2 separate regions of the Mus musculus genome follow, and region 2 is linked to region 1. Evidence: chromatin contacts called from public HiChIP or PLAC-seq data. All regions are on one chromosome and are shown on one strand. The core of a region is the stretch at or near the end of the contact, and the rest is flanking DNA. Distances in the headings are between cores, read along the strand shown.

Region 1 (3,206 bases), core at 486-2,985:
CTCAGTTAAGTGAGTTGACCCATTTCTGTGGTTCTTTGGTCTGGATTTTCTGAAGCTATGGTAAAGGAACACATAAAAGAAGATGGGGAGTGTCGAAGAAGGGCAGAGGGAAGCCTTGCTTGTTAGTCATGTTGCAGAGGAGACAAAATGGAAGGGAAGGGCGGGGAATAGAAAAGATGACTAACTGATACTGTGAGCTGGGGACACTCCAGCTTCTTCCTCTATGGCTTGGCTGGTTTGTTGCCAATAGGTTCAAGTGGTGTAACCTTGGTCTCAAAGTCTGGCAGAACCCTAAGTATGGTAGCTTGAGAAATGGGGAATCTTTATAAGTAGGCTAGAGGGCATGGTAGCATGTACACACAATCTCGGAACTCTGGAGCGTGAGGAAGGAGGATTCTGAGTCTCCCTCGGTGTACATAATGAGATTTTGCTGCAACACAATTACCACTATCACCAAACCAACCACTCAGCCAACCAACCAACCAACCACTCAGCCAACCAACCAACCAACCAACCAACCAACCAATCAAACAAAAGATGGGACCTGGTGGAAGATATCCCTCTTTGGAAGGGCCAGCTTGTTACAGAAGAGTCAGCCCACTCCCTCCCCACTTCTTATTTTCTGTCTGTTTATCATAAACTGCTTTTCTTTCACAGGTGCTCCAGACAGAATGCCATCCACCACGACGACGTCAGTGCTGGTGACAATGCATCCTCTCCGGCTTCCCAAACTGTGAGCCCAAATAAACTAATTAAAAACAAACCAAAAACCAAAGCACCAACCAAAGTAAAAATACCCTAAACAAACAAACCAAAACAACCCACAACAAAACACCCTAAACTGATAAACAAACAAACCTCAAACTAACCAGTGTCATTTATTCTGTTATAGCAACAGCAGACAGTCAAAGACTGCAACCCACTCATTTTGCCTTTTGTGAGAATGTGAGTGGAATTGCAGGGCAAGCAGAGCATAACTGAGATCCTCGCTGGCGAAGAGAGGGCTCATGCCGTGGATTTGGGTTTTCCACCGTCACTGATGCTGCATCAAAGCTGTGGTGAGGCTACCACGGCTAGAGTGAGAACTCGAGGAGACACTTCACCTTAATATAGTAGCAGCTTAACACGGCCAACTCAAGCCTCCCCTCGCGGCCACACACATACCAACGTCTTTCAGAGACGATGAACATTAACACAATGTAATTAATAATTCAATGCTCTGGGAGCTGGGAGGCTGTGCCTATGAAAGGCCTCCTGGGTCTCATTACCATCAGTGCAGTGCAGTGGGGAGTGGGCAGGCTTGAGGCGGGCAGCAGCAAGCTCTTTCATACTCGGCTGGCACAGTGTGGCTCCGTTCTCATCAATACCTCCTTGAGATGCCCTGCCACCTCTATACCACATGATCTTTCATGACTAACTCATATCAATAATTGCTTTTCCAAATAATTTATTTTCTGACATCTTAGCACTGAGCCATGCCAAAGCCCTAGGAATGCCCAGAAGTCCAGACAGGGTGGCAGAATAGAAACTAAGGCCAAGAAGCTACTGGAAACACAGGGAAAGCCTGGGTAACAAGAGAGAGGACTGGGCTAGAAGGACCTCCTTCTCCCCCACCTCTATGGTGAGGATGATGAGAGGGTGGGAACACATTTTCCATCCTGCCTGAGGCAGAGAAGCAGAAGCCAAGGCGATCAGCATCGTTGGAGTCTGCTGGGAAATGGAAACCTGCTGACTCCAGGCCTTTGCAAGCGGTAACACAGTTTACAAACTGACGCAATCTGTTCCTTTGGTGCAGACAATAAGGAAAGCAGACTGTTCATCTTCCCAGGAAAACCCCAGGCTGGAGGCCTGAGGGAGAGTTAACTCTCTCTTCCCCGAGCTTCACACAGGAAATGTGACAGATCTGGAAGGAGCTTGGACTGTTCCTCACCAAGCAAGAGGCATGCTCTGAGATTTTTCTGAATGGTTCTGATCCTTCTGGTGCTTGCTAGCTCATGTGGAGAGTGGTCTTAGCCAAAGGGAGGCAAGACGACTGTTTTCTTACCCAAGCCCAGCCAGTGTATTCTCTGGCTTCAAAAGCTATACCTGCCTTGAAGGAACACGGAGCTAGGTTTCAGCCTATTTTTGTAGTAGGAAATCAATGTGTGTATGATCTATGTAGCAAGTGCCCAAGGCTAGCAAATCTCTTGCATGGACTATAAGTAACTAGATGTCCTACAGGTCATGTTCAAATGGCAGTTTTCCATCGGAGACCCCCAATTCTCAAGCTCCTTTACCCAACACACTGCGGGCAATGTCACTGAGAGGCCCTCTACTTTGCTTAGACTGAACACCCACTTAGATTGGCATCCATGGTTATTTCTTTCCTCTCCATCCATTTTTTTTGTTTTTTTTTGTTTTTTTTGAGACAGGGTTTCTCTGTAGCCCTGGCTGTCCTCGAACTCAGAAATCCACCTGCCTCTGCCTCCCAAGTGCTGGGATTAAAGGTGTGTGCCACCACACCTGGCTCTCTTCATCCATTTTAAAGGGAAAAAGAAACCCACAAGGCATACACTCTCTCCTTTAGGTCACCGTAGATACCTGCTTCTGTCACTTACCTTCTACACTGCCTTTCTGGCTACTGCCCATCACCACCATCCAGATCTTAACCCGGCCTGCCCACCTTTCTCCCCTCATCCAGAGCTTTCTGCAAGTGCCCACTCCCTCCATCCCACTCTCCCTGTCCAATGGACCAGTTCCTACAGTCACTGTTACCTCACAAGGTCACTCAGGACCTCTTCATTGCCATTTTCATAATTTCTTTGCAGACTTCATCATTTCTGACCTTTCAAATGATCTGACCAAGCTAAGCAACCCCTATCTTTTTGAAACAGTCTGTTTTTAGATCTCTGATCTTCAATCTTGGCTTTTTCTTGATCTTAGCTGAGAATTCTTCCTCAACAGCATGACCTCTAAACACAGATATTCCCAGGGCATATTGTGGAGAGTTCTTCCATTCTATTACTCTGAGTGGCCAGTATACCCACAGCCCAGGCCTCACTACCAAATTCAACCGTACCAGGGAGTGAGTCCAACCCTCACTCTGTCACCTTTACTAGGAAGCCCTCTCTTCTCAGGTGGCAGTGAGGGTCACTTCTTGGGCTCCAGGTACTGTCACAATGACTCCACTCATTCTGACTCTACTGACTGATACTCTTCCTTCTTTA
Region 2 (3,201 bases), core at 44-2,543, 150 kb before region 1:
TAGTGATGGGATACAGCTGGCGTCCATAGGTCAAACAATGGTGGAGGACAAATCCAGGGCTGGAGGAACTCAGGAAGCTGAGACTCTCCAAGATGGATGGGATGAGGGAGAGAAGTCTGGAAAGCTTCTCCAAAGAGGTTGAGTTTGGGTAGTTATGGGAAAGTTTGAGGTAGTTTGAGAGCAGATAAAAGACACAAAGTATCAAAACACAGAGAGGGAAGGGAACGAAAAGACTTCCACCAAAGCTTGGTGTTCCCCCCAGCGGATAGGTTTGCAGATCCACCAGTGGGCCGTGGGCCATCTCTAAAGGGTTTTGAGCAGGAAATGGAAGCAGGACAGGCTGGAGGTAGGACGTAGAGTTATAATGAACTAATGAGCAGCAATGGGGTGCAGATTAGCTTAGGTAGGTGGGAGGAGACTGAGCTGCAGCAAACGTAGGATATAATATAGACAAGAAAGGAAGGGGTACTTACAGGTGGGGAGAGGGGTCCCAGTGAAGAAGGAAGGGAGGCTGCCCCAAGAGGAGATAAGGTGGCTAGATCTTATACCACAAGCAGTCCAGTTCAATAAGGAGGTGTGAAGGACCCATGATGCACAGGGATCAGCAATGTCCTCAAGGAGGATTCGGTAATGAGGACAGCACACGAAGGGTAGAAAAATGACAGGAGGAGGCAGAGATAGAAGCTAGAGCGGGGAGGGAGGTGTGCAGTTTGAGGGGCGGGGGGTGTGTGTCACTGTGCTATGGTCACCTCTACTCTTCCAGGATGATTTCCTCAGCACTGTCCCCCAACCTAAGATGCCAAAGTTGACCAAGACAGCGAGGAAGGCTCCAGCCCCGCCCTGGGAAAGTCCTCAGAGTCATGGTTTGGCTCACACAAAGGAAAGGATGCACGCCGAGCAGAGGCTGAGCCCACACTCCAAAAGAGTGTGTGAGTGACCTTGGGTCCACTGTGCGAGAGCTGTCACTGCTCCTGCCACGGTGGCAGCTCTATTTTCTTATTCCTTATTTTAAAAGTCTCAAGGTCGAACTGCTAAATGTTTCAGAAGCTCTCTATTTGTCCCTGGCCACCCCTCCCCCCCCTCCCCCTGCCCTGCCCTGAGGAGGACCTGGTGCCCTTGTGATCTCAGAGACTAGTGGCTTCCTACCAGTGCACTCCACAGGAGCTCTTGCTCCTCCAATCCCCCCAAATTTAAATGCAAATCTGCTTTTCTTCCTCCACCACCAGAGAAACCCTTAAGTGGCGCTCTTAAAAGTAATTCCCGTCCAATCACCTGCCTTCAGCCCACGCATCTCCTGTGTCAATCTTCTCCTCTCCCTGGACGCTCCAGCCTTATTGGCATGCCTCCAGCTCCTTGAAGACTCCACGCTCGCCTCGGGGTCTTTGCCCTTGCTGTCCCCTCTTCAGGGAACGGGGTCCCTCCCACTTCTGCGGATAACTCCGGCACTGCCTGCAGCAGCGAGCTTAATTATCACTCCCTCCAAGAGACCTTCCCCGAGCACCCAAATTAAACTGACCCTGTTAGTCTACAGCAGAGCTGCCTGTGCTCCCTCCGCGCGCGCTTACATCTCTGTTTGCAGATCTATATGCATGGCTGTGATTCCTTTGTTGGTGGACTTAATGTTTGTCCGTCCCACCGGACTGGCTCCCCGAGGATAGAAGCCCTGCCTGTCTTATTAGCAGCTATACGCCCAGCACTCATAATTAGTGTTGACGGGATGAAAGGGAAGGTGGATGGAACAAAGCAGGCAGGAAGCATAGAAGGAAGAGGTAAGAAGGGTGGTCTGTCCTAGGTCCAAAGCAGACCCTCAAAATGACGGGGCTGGAGGCAACGTCCGGAACAGGAGTCTAACCTGGTGAGCAGAAGCCTGAAGGTGGGTTTCTGTTTACCAGAAAAGCAGATCTCTAACACGTTTTTTTAGGGGAGGGTTAACCAGGCCTAGGTCACAATGTCTCAGAGCCTCTGCTCTTGGTCCTGCCTGATGTCCTTAATTCTTTCCCCCAAGGTCACCCACCTCAGGCTGACCTTATAGTTCTTGGTCATGAATAATCTGTACTAGCTCAAGGACCATCACCCTGTTGACTGCCCTATAAAATCTGCTTCCTTTTCTGCCATTTTGCTTCTCCCCGCCCCCACCCCCACCTCCAGAGACAGCCTTGGCAATCTGAGCCCCCAATAAACCTTTCCATCCATGTGGTGGTCCAGCTTGGTGAGCTCACTGAGCCTTCCGTTGAGTCAGATAGCAGGATCTCTGGGTTGGGGGTCCTCGACTATGCTAAGATTCAGGTGGACAGAAAGATGCTTGACCAGAGTCTGCAGGGGACTTTGCCCTAATATGCCCATTCGTCACCAACAGGTCACAACGATGACACAAGAGCACAGGCTCCCTGATCACAGGTGGGTGCTTTCTGGTTACTACTCCCCGGGAAGTAAGAGGCAGAAGAAAGAAGATCAGGCAGAGGGAGACCAAGGAGTAGCCAGAAATGTGACCAAGAGAAAGCAGCCAATGAAAAAGTCACTGTCAACACACACGAGCCAGTAGACATCAGGCAGGACCAAGAGCAGAGACTGAAGCGTTGTGACCCAGGCCTCAGTGTCTTAACCAAGTGATGCTGGTCAGGGGACAAGGTAGACCCTTGTCTCAGCTTGTTTTATGAGCCTCACTGCTGCCAGTGGAGAGAGACTCACATCGCTCATGGCCCTAGTAAGTGTAAGTGGGTTCTACAGGCAGCAATTGGCTGAAAAGCTCTCTCTTTAAGGGCCACACCGTTCTGTTGTAATTGCAATTAAATGCAAGTGACCCGCCCTCCCCTGAGAGTTCTGGGAGAGGGTCCAATAGGCAAATAAATATTCCTCCGTTCCATGGCAGGGATGTGGTTTTGTTCCCACCAAAAGTTCTGTGGAAGTTTGGTAGCTGTGTTGTGGGGAGGGGTTGACAGGGATCCATGCTTTTCTCTGGAGGCTGGGTGAGGGCTCTGGAGAGTCAGATTGTAACGTGGGCCTGCCTCTGTGTCCTCTCCCTGCCTTCCACACACAAACGCACCCACTTGCACTTTCTCCTCTCCTTGAGAAGCATACAGCTCTCACCAGAGACGGAAAAGAGGGTCGCATCTTGCTCTTGACCTTGCAGAGCTGAGAGGCAAAGTAAATGGATCGTCTTATAAACGACCTATTTTCAGACATTGTGTTACAGCCACAGAA

What was found. HiChIP or PLAC-seq counts read pairs in DNA pulled down with a chosen protein or histone mark.
Region 2: an H3K4me3 HiChIP or PLAC-seq map of forebrain shows a contact between it and region 1, with 4 times the contacts expected there. The contact joins two enhancer-like sites. A contact is called at or near these places in 3 of 39 promoter capture datasets (the 3T3-L1 cell line, 3T3-L1-derived adipocytes and hippocampal neurons), 1 of 484 Hi-C or Micro-C datasets (ventricular fibroblasts), 3 of 115 datasets of contacts at active chromatin or transcription factors (embryonic stem cells and forebrain) and 1 of 9 other capture datasets (embryonic stem cells).

The regions. Positions count from the first base shown.
Region 1 is chr6:28,863,375-28,866,580 of GRCm38.p6, reverse strand. The region is part of intron 16 of Snd1 (staphylococcal nuclease and tudor domain containing 1); the gene reads right to left. Among named protein-coding and RNA genes, the nearest start is that of Lrrc4, 33 kb to the right of the region's middle. Within about 2 kb of position 1,735, at least 79 of the 459 cell types and tissues checked have an H3K27ac peak or open chromatin away from gene starts, as enhancers often do. A contact at or near this core is called in forebrain, where this site is marked.
Region 2 is chr6:29,015,288-29,018,488 of GRCm38.p6, reverse strand. No RefSeq gene overlaps it. Among named protein-coding and RNA genes, the nearest start is that of Mir129-1, 5.7 kb to the left of the region's middle. Within about 2 kb of position 1,293, at least 27 of the 459 cell types and tissues checked have an H3K27ac peak or open chromatin away from gene starts, as enhancers often do. A contact at or near this core is called in forebrain, where this site is marked.